Regions from separate parts of the Callithrix jacchus genome. Here region 1 is linked to region 2. A link is a contact called in public Hi-C data. All regions are on one chromosome and are shown on one strand. Each heading gives the region's core, a stretch centred on a gene start, on an enhancer-like site or on the middle of the called end of the contact. The rest is flanking DNA. Distances are from core to core; before and after follow the strand shown.

What was found. Hi-C and Micro-C count contacts between places; a contact is called where the count stands out from the background.
Region 1: a Hi-C map of skeletal muscle shows a contact between it and region 2, with 5 times the contacts expected there. The contact joins two enhancer-like sites. A contact is called at or near these places in 2 of 3 Hi-C or Micro-C datasets (both in skeletal muscle).

The regions. Positions count from the first base shown.
Region 1 is chr4:23,555,985-23,561,044 of calJac240_pri, forward strand. No RefSeq gene overlaps it. Among named protein-coding and RNA genes, the nearest start is that of RREB1, 160 kb to the left of the region's middle. Within about 2 kb of position 3,682, at least 2 of the 16 cell types and tissues checked have an H3K27ac peak or open chromatin away from gene starts, as enhancers often do. A contact at or near this core is called in skeletal muscle, where this site is marked.
Region 2 is chr4:23,207,067-23,212,112 of calJac240_pri, forward strand. The region is part of intron 10 of RREB1 (ras responsive element binding protein 1); the gene reads right to left. Among named protein-coding and RNA genes, the nearest start is that of SSR1, 75 kb to the left of the region's middle. Within about 2 kb of position 3,190, at least 3 of the 16 cell types and tissues checked have an H3K27ac peak or open chromatin away from gene starts, as enhancers often do. A contact at or near this core is called in skeletal muscle, where this site is marked.

The sequences.
Region 1 (5,060 bases), core at 2,432-4,931, 350 kb after region 2:
AAAATCAGAAACAAGAGAGACCCCTGGAGAACTGCCTCCCGTTAGCAGCCACCTTTGACTTCATTTCAACTCTTCCATACAAATCTTTAAATCACCTAAACCAGTGCACGTATTTTTATAAACCTCCTACCAAACCAAAACTTCACGCCAAAAGATAAAGGAGCTAGAAAGAAGAAAAGGGAAGGTGAGAGCTAAATGAATTCATTATTTTCCTACTAAGTTTTATTTACAATTTTCTCTATTAAGTTCTTTTCATTCACATCCAAGAGGCTGTTTCTCCTCCATAATACTGAAGATTTCTAGAATTTGATTTCTAGCAATGCATGAAAGAGTATTATGGACTACATGAAAATTAGAAGTTTTAAAATCTTTTAACAAAAGATAAAATAAAGCATGCTATTAAAAGTCAAGTGAGAGATTTGGATAAAACTTTATGACTTTTAAAAATAGACCAAAGATTAATATCCAGATGATTGCTCCTGTGTTCCCTACTGCAAAACCAACCAACAAACAAAAAACACCAAAAATCCGATAAGCCAATAGAAAAAGGACAGAGGATCTGAATAATTCTAGAAAGGGAAATAGAATGACTGGTATTCTTAGGGAGAAATGTTTAACCTCAAGCACTCCTCAGATAAAAGCAAGTTTGGAGAATGAACTAGCCTCAATCACGCCTGTAATCCCAGCACTTTGGGAGGCCGAGGCAGGTGGATCACAAGGTCAAGAGATCGAGACCATCCTGGTCAACATGGTGAAACCCTGTCTCTACTAAAAATACAAAAAATTGGCTGGGCATGGTGGCGCGTGCCTGTAATCCCAGCTACTCCGGAGGCTGAGGCAGGAGAATTGCCTGAACCCAGGACGCGGAGATTGCGGTGAGCCGAGATCGCGCCATTGTACTCCAGCCTGGGTAACAAGGGCGAAACTCCGTCTCAAAAAAAAAAAAAAAAAAAAAAAAAAAAAATATATATATATATATATATATTGGTAAAGATGTGAAAGATTGGTAATAGCCAGTATTGGTGAGAAGGTTAAAATAAACACTTTCTTTTTGTTTTTGTTTAATTTAATTTTTTAAACTTTTAGGTTCCAGGGTACATGTGAAGGTTTGTTACATAGGTAAACATATGTCAGGAATGTTTGTTGTATAGATTATTTTACACTTAGGTATTAATCCCAGTACCCAATAGTTACCTTCTCTGCTCCTCTCCCTCCTCCCACCCTCCCCGCTCAAGTAGACCCCGGTGTCTGTTGTTTACTTCTGTAGGTTCATAAGTTCTTATCATTTGGCTCCCACTTATAAGTGAGAACATGCAGTATTTGGTTTTCTGATCCTGCATTAGTTCGCTGAAGATAATAACCTCTAGCTCCATCCATGTTCCCGCAAAAGACATGATCTCATTCTCTTTAATGGCTGCATAGTATTCCATGGTGTATATATACATTTTCTTTATCCAATCTTTCATTGATGGGCATTCATGTTGATTCCATGGGAAATAAGCATGTTCCATGTGTGTGTGGGGTAGTAATGGAAATTGATACAGCCTTTTTGGAGGCCAACTTCTTAGTTGAACCTCATGAGAGTACTAATTTAATATTTCTGGTAATGGTAAACTATTGGCAATAATTTAAGTGGCCATCAATAGGGGAATGGCTATAGTATGGCCATGATATAAAATATAGCCATACAGCTTTTTTACTTTTCCTTACATTTCCTCTGACAGCCTTTTAAAAAAGTATGTATTTATTATTACTATTATTATTTTTAGACACAGGATCCCACTCTGTTGCTGAGGCTGGGGTGCAGTGGTGTGGTCATAGCTCACTGTCAGCTCAAACCTGTAGGCTCAAGCAGTCCTCCCATCTTAGCCTCCTGAGCAGCTGGGACTATAGGCATGCACAATCATGCCTGGCAATTTTTTTTTTTTACTTTTTATAGAGATAGAGTCTTTCTATGTTGCCCAGGCAGGTCTCAAACTCCTGGCCTCAATAATCCTCCCGCCTCAGCCTCCCAAGCTACCAAGCCACCATATCCAGCTGGCTTGCAGCCTTAAAAAGAATGTAGTCCATTTATTGATATTAAATAATTTCTGAAAAATATTGTTTATTAATAAAAGGAAGTTTTATTAACAGTACTTGTAATTTTTAAAAAATCCTAAACATATTTCTTCATGTAAATGTGTAGGTATATAAAAAGGCATGGAAGGCACACACCTAACTGCCAATGTTTATTAGCTCTGAGAAGGAGCGTGGATTAGGCGATGGGGAGGGTGTGGGTTTAATTTACTATTCTCAAGTGTTGATTTTTTTATTTTTTGAGACAGGGTCTTGCTTTATCACCCAGGCTGGAGTGCAGTGGTACAAACTCAGCTTACTGCAACCTCCGCCTCACAGGTTTAAGCAATCCTCTAGCCTCAGCCTCCCAAGTAGCTGAGAACGCAGGTGTACACCACCACACCAGGCTAATTTTTGTATTTTATTGTAGAGATGGGGTTTTGCCATGTTGCCCAGGCTGGTCTCAAACTCCTGGGCTCATGTGAACCACCCACCTTGGTGTCCCAAAGTGCTGGGATTATAGGCATGAGCCACTGGGCTTGGCCCAGTGTTGACTGCTTTAATCAAATGTGTCACTATATTGCTTGTGTGGCTTAAACATAATAATAAAAATGGTACTGCAGCAAATCGGTTTGGTTATCCTGCAGTAGTCACATTGTCACAAGCTCCTTATGGGCCAGCAGTATGACTCTAGTTGAAAAGAAAAGTGGAATTTGGGCCTGGCATGGTGGCTCATGCCTGTAATCCCAGCATTTTCAGAGAACGAGGTGGGCAGATCACCAGGCAGTTCGAGACCAGCCTGGCCAACATGGCAAAACCCTGTCTCTACTAAAAATACAAAAATTAGCTGGGTGTCGTGGCAGGTGCTTGTAATCCCATCTACTCAGGGGGCTGAGGCAGGAGAATTGCTTGAACCTGGGATGTGGCAGTTGCAGTGAGCAGAGATTGCACCACTGCACGCCAGGCTGGGCAACAGAGAGAGACTCCATCTCAAACAAACAAAAAACAAGTGGAATTTTAGAACAACTACATGGGGGAAAAAAAGTAGGATTTTCGTGAAATCCATTTTTGCACAGCACAGAGCTGTCTGGTTTTCTGTGTCTACAGCTTCCCAATGAAAGACAGATAAAGAAACAAATACTGAAATCACAGGTGGGATCAAGAATGATTAAAGAGAAAGAAATGAAGACATATTAAAAGGAGACCCCAGTAATTCTGGGGATTGAGAAAGCCAGCATATATAATGAGAGCTGTTATTCACCCTTAGTGACCTGGGAATGAAGGTATCACTAAACAGCTGCTCGAGAAAGACCAGAAGTTCTCAAAGTGTGGTCCTGGACCAGCGGCATCACCATCACCAGGGAACTTTCTAGAAATGCAAGTTCGCAGACCCCGACCCAAACCTACTGAATCAGAAACGTGGGGGTGGGGCCCAGCAAGGTTTTAGCAAGCCTTCTGGGGGATTCAGATGTGCATTCAAGCTTGAGAAACATGACTGTAGACCAGTGCTTCCCAGCATTGACTACAGACGAGTCACCTGGGAGCGTTTGAAGCAGCACGTTCTGATTCAGCAGGAAAGGCCAAGATGCTGCAGTTCTCACAAACACCCAGCTGAGGCTGATGCTGCTGTGTCTCAGGTCACACGTTGAAACACTTCTGAAGGAAGACTGAGTGAGCATTCAGTGATTACAGGGCTTCGTAAGGAAATTGTCGAGGAAAATACAAATAGCAGCATCAGTTTGTCTCCACTGGTATTTTAAAGGATAAGAGCAAGAAAAACGCCGCTTTCAGTGGCTAGTTGCCTGATGTTTGCGGACGTTTCACCAACAGCAATGCCTTTGCATATCTGTAATGTGCTTCCTGAAAGCTCCAAGCATTACCTGCTACGCATGCCACTTTGCAGACGCAGAGGCTGACGCTGGCCCACAGAGCTATTTGCCTTCCAAGGTCACAGCAACCTTGGACAGACCGGGCTGGCAAAGGTCTCCTGACTACCCAGCTGCAGCTTTCTGCAGGCCCCTTAAGGCTGTCCTAGTCAAGCCACAGTGGGAAGTAGTGACAAGGCTCATGAGATCAACACCGCTGTGGCTCAGTTGTAAAAACCGGACCAGTCCGGTCTCCAGGCTCACTGGTGAATAACAGGAATCTTTATCATCCTTTCCGTTAGAAAGCATTTATTTAAAACCCCTTGGCTAACTCGCAGGGTGAGCTGGCCTGTCACACACCATCACATGGTGTGGAAACTGGCACTTAAATTTAGCAACCCACCTCAGCAAACTCAGACTGAGAGGTTTACTGGCCAGCCCAGCCCAGGAGGAGCCAGGGGCTTTCATTCCTAAATCAAGAGGTTTCCAGAAAAAGTGAAATATGGCTTGGGTGGGTTATGCTGAATTATGAGCACCTGTCCCCATCAATAACTTGGCGCCCTCAAAATGCTACAGCAGGACTCTGAGGTCCAAGAATGCCTGTCCTGTACACGGCTGAGGGACGACTATTGGCTTCAGTGCAGGGCTGCCGCTCAGAGAGGGGGACATACCGAAAGGGAGGCACTTGCTTGCTCCAAGGACAGCTTGTTTGTTTACTGACTCTGGGGACAGAGAGAGACAACATTAATCAAGGAATAAATGTCACTTCCCCTTCACACCCCGAGAGGAGTGCTACAAGCGTGGCCTGTGGTTTATCTGTAACAACGTAGGTGAGCTACTCGAGTGCATTTCTGTGATGGCAAACAGCAAGGTGGGCAGGCTGAGGAGTGTGTCCCGATTTACAGGGGACAATCAGAATTATGGCCTGGATGCCGTGCGACAGCTCTGCCTGCAGTCCAGGAAGCTTTTCTGTTATAAAGATCTACTTTCTGGATCACTGCAAACTAGCCAAAGTGGAGTTTGTGCGCATCTTCCGATGAGGGGTAAGAGTCACGACGTTTCAGCAAGCGGGGCTGCCATGTGTCATCTTAGCCAAAGACCCAGCCAGAGTCCTCCTCTTTACTGCAGCTGGGAATGTGA
Region 2 (5,046 bases), core at 1,940-4,439:
CAAGACATCCTGCAGTGACCTCTGCTCAAGGTCACTGTGATCCTAGCTGGCAAGAGTCAGGAGGTCTTCTCATTACATTAAAGGTTCTTTGTTCCCCCTGCTCCAAGCCTGGTTGCAAATGAGTGACCAATACATGACTATGTCTACATTACATCATGTGCTCCACTCAACAGATGTGCATGTGAAGAGGACACACTGACAGCCCTGCCTCACCGCTAGACCCATCCCAAATGCAGATAGGTGAGCCACTGTGAGAGGCACAGTCCCCTCCTGCTTCAGTCTGCCTACCCTATCCTTTTACTTTGATTCCTCTATGCTATAAACATCATGTTTCAAAATGCAATCCAGGCTCCTCTGCAACTTGTCCTAAGTTTGTGTCGATGTATGTGAGGGAGAAAGAAAGCACAAGGGAAAACAGATGAGGAGAAAAAGAGCAACAGGGAAGGGATCAGGAGCCTTCAGGAGATGGAAGTCAGTGGTGCATCATTTGTGTATCACTGAATTCTTCCCTTTCTCCCAAGTTGCTAGAGTCCAAGGTCCCAGTTGCTAATGTTACAGGGTAAAAGGTTTTATGTATTAACCAACATGACTTTAGAGCTGGGGCCCAGTACTTTTTGTCTCATAACCTTGGGATTGCCACAATTAAACACAGCTCCCTGGAAGCACAGATCACAGGGGCCTCCGGTGTTCGTTTAATGTCCATAGAAGTCTGAACTAGTGCAGGTGCCCAAGGCCATGCACCCCCCTGCAAATGCACAGCAAGGGCCTGGCACCTGGAGACCAGTCAGAAAGGGTCATGTGTTTTCCCAGGGGAAGGAAGGACTAGCCTTGACAGGCACTGCTGTGTCATATGACTCTAGGGGGCGCCATTCGTACAGAGCCTGAAGGTGTGGACCTGGCCCTGCCCCCATGACAGCATGGCCACAATTTCACATCAGGAGTAATAATCAGAGATAGGGGACATTGATTCCCTCCTGAGCTGAAAGGCCCTTTTAGACGATGCTTACAAATCTCCTTGTGAGCTTTTAACAAAAAAGATGCTTGCAACAATCAAAGACCACAAAGGGCAGAATCAGAAACCCAGAAACCCATCCCAGCCTGTGTGCTTCTGAGGAGCTCCACAAGGCACCCTAAACAGAAATGGAGAACCCACTGACTGCTTTCAGGGTCTCATTTCATTCTATAGGTGTTTTCTGCTAAATTTACTTTTAAAACATTCACATTTTTAAAAAAGTATGAATAGCTGTATTTACAGTGTTTATGGTGCACCTTCCAAATTACTTCTTGCCGTCATGCATGCTGGCTCATGCCTGTAATCCCAACATTGTGGGAGGCCAAGGTAGGCAGATCACTTGAGGCCAGGAGTTCAAGACCAGCCTGGCCAACACGGTGAAAACCCATCTCTACTAAAAATATAAACATTAGCGAGGCGTGGTGGTACACACCTGTAATCCTAGCTACTTGGGAGGCTGAGATGCAAGGATCGCTTGAGCCTGGGATGCAGATATGTAGTGAGTAGAGACTGCCACTGTACTCTAGCCTGGGCAACAGAGAGACTGACTCAAAAATAAAATAAAATGAAAAAAATTACTTCTTGTTTTTCATTTAAAATTGAGCAAAGTATCTAATAATTTCAAGTAAAAATGAAGTACTTTTAACATTTTATTGTCAAAAGACAACATTCCTGCTTCTGAGTCTGGCCAGATTGAGAAGAGGAAAACAAGAAGCTACTATGACAGGAATCTTAATTTCAAAGAAAATGATCGGCTTCTCCATGGTTTACTCTGTAATTTCCACATTAGTGAGTGTGTCACCTTTACTATTGGTTAGGACTGCCAGGCTGACGTCCTCATGAGAAAGTCCCTATTACTGCTAAATTCAGAAAACAATCCATGATGCCAAAGTATTGCATCAAATTATGAAGGTTCCCAAAATGACATAACTCACACGAGTCATTAAAAGATCACATTTCACTGTGTTAAGTCTGACTTTTTAATAGCAGTGGGCTCTCTGGATCGAAGGGATGCAGGAAAACATGGGCCCTTTTTAGTATTTTATAGTAACACAGGTTTCAAAAACACTTGTTGGCCAGTCATCTATATGGCAAGTAGCAAATGATTTTATTTGGTAGCTGCCATGAATGACTGCTTTAGGAGGAGTATTTGTAAAAGCACCTGTAACCACAGGGAATTACCTCCACACTCAGGACCTACAGCATTTGGTGAGCCCCAACATGAGTATTTAAACCAACAGCCAGCTGGGCAGAGTGGCTCATGTCTATAATCCCAGAACTTCGGGAGGCCAAGGGAGATGAATTGCTTGAGCCCAGGATTTCAAGGCAACATAGTGAGACCCTGTCTCTACAAAAAAATGTAAAAAATTAGCTAGGCATGGTGGTGTGCACTTGTAGTCCCAGCTACTTGGGGGGGCTGAGGCAGGAGGATCATTTGAACTCAGTGAAGAGTGATTACACCACTGTACTCTAGCTGGGGTGCCTGGGTGACAGAGCAAGACCCTGTCTTTAAAAAAAAAAAAAAAAAATCCCAAAAAAACAAAAACAAAAAACTGGCCAGTATTTACTCTCCCAGAACAGTCAAGAAATGAAAAGGGGCATTGGGGCAAGAGAAGAGTGAGCAGTGAGAATAGTTTGAAGAGGAGACTAGGACCTTGGCCACCAAGATGATCAAGAAAACAGAACTGAAAATACTTCTGTTTATTTTTCAGACAATGAAGGTTAAAAAGGTGGGGTCTAACTAGCACAGACAACCTTACAGTTGCTTTTCTTTCTGTTAACAAGATGACAGCCTAAGCCGCCCAGCTTCTCTCCATCGTTCCTCTACCCCTGTGAAGGCATCTTTTTTTGGGTATTTTCTCTCTGTATTTGGCAGAAGTGTACACAGGACTGGGTAAAAATGGCCAAAGCTGTCTTTTAAGAAAGCTAAAAGTAGCCAAATACAAGTGGTGTCCCAGGTGCTTTCCATGTTCAGGTTTGGACGATGCACCGACTGAAATTCTGACCCTCACTGCCAGGTAGGAGAAGGAAGGAGAGGGTGTGGGGGAAAGCCCCCCAGCTCAGAAAAGGCACTCAAAGCACCAGTGAGAATGTGAGCAAGCCAGGAAGCCCAGAACGGACATCCCAGAGTCCCAAGCTCATCAATGCAGGACAAGGAACCAGAGCAAAGGGAAGGAGGAAGAAAATGAGGACAGAGAGGCTGGAACAGACTGGCTGTGTTTTCTGGCACCCTCTCCTCCACCTGTGGCCTAAAAACACACGAGATGCTCCCAAGGGGTAAAGGCAGGAACAGTGCACTCTTGTTTCCTATGAGGTGGCACATTTAGGTACAGAAAGGTAAGGAACCAGGAACTGTCCTCATCAGCAGGAAACTATGGGCTGGGAGAGAGCTAGAGAGGAGTGGGAGGAGGAGGAAAGGCAGGTGCATGTGAACACTGTGCCAGGGGGTATGAAAAATGACAGTTACGCCAGCTTCCTCATCAGGTTCCTGGAACCTGAGCCGGGAACAAGAAAAGGTTGAGGCCACTTGCTCTTTGCCAGCAGCCAGCAGATACACCCCTCACTGGACAATGAATACCGGATCTGCTGCTTGCTGCCCCATTGAGGATTGGGTGGACTGGAGAACATGTGTTTGAGACAAAATAGAGACAGTATAGTAATTTGCTAAGCGGGTAGGAGGAGGCCAGCATTCAAGGTGTAGACAGTTTGTTTAAATGCAGTCCAAAACCGGATGCTACTCAATGCTTCTGGCTGGAATGCAGCTAGATTTTAACACTACACTCAAAAACACAAAACGGCCAGGCACGGTGGCTCACACCTGTGATCTCAGCACTTTGCAAAGCCAAGGAGTTGAAGATCAGCCTGGGTAACATAGTGAGACTTCGTCTCTACAAAACTAAAAAATTAGAAAAAAACAAAAATACCCCATAAAATATCTTCCCTGAATAACACCTTTGTTGGCAGGGTGGCTGCAGAGTCAATGTTTAACGTGTACACTTAAGGCTTTTTTCAGTTTTGGAGAGAGCATCTCATAGAAGCCTAGGCAGCCAAGGATCCATGTGGCTCTGAGTGACAGCAGAGCTGCCTACCAGGAAAAACATCTGATGGGGAAAGGGGGCCCATCAGATGACTTCCTAGGCTGCTTTCAGCTCTAATGCTTGATGAATGAAAAATGCTCTAACATGACACTGGATGTAGTGAAGTGCTCGATATAATATGATTTAGTGGTGGTGATGCTGAGCATCCCTGGAAGCTGAGAGTGAAGCACAGCAAAAAAGGTAATGAAGTTCAATGGGCACCAATCTTCATACACTGTCTATGCATGTGGCTAACACGATTCTGTAATCATTAAGTCTCAAATTAGTTAGTGACATTCTGATCCACAGCAGTGTCTCCCCTTATCTCAAACTACTTCCCAATCTTCTGCATGTGCACATGTGGGAACACAGGGAGGCATGGAAGTGCACTCTGCCCGCCTTCTGCCTTCACACAGAGGACATCCGGGGCACACACACCCTGACGGGGGCAGGACAGCCGCACAGAACCTGACCCTGGCTTGGAACAGTAGCTCCATCTCTTATTCCCTATATGGCTGTAGTCAAGTTGCTTAGGTCCTTAAGTAAACTTCAATTTCCTCACGGCAACAAGTGGATGACATCACCCTCACAGGACTGTCATGAAGACTAGCTCTACCGAGAACAGATTATTATAGTATACAGGGACTGGGCCAAAAAAGCAGACACATCTATCGAGGTTATCAGTAACTTTGAAGGCACAAGACGTAGAATGTTTATATTTATATCTACCCCATCCTATCTCAAACATACCTCCTGCTTTCTTGCTCAGTTTCAGATGCTACTAAATTTTAAGCCAATGCTGACATTTTGGCATTCCAAAGCCAGGCAATTATGACTGGAGTCACAAGTGGGAACACATATCAGGCATCTGCAAAGACCTGGGCACAACTCTTAAAAAAGGAAATACTGGAGGAGGAGGATGGGAGGCCAAGGAAGGGCAGGAGCCAGGCCAATCAT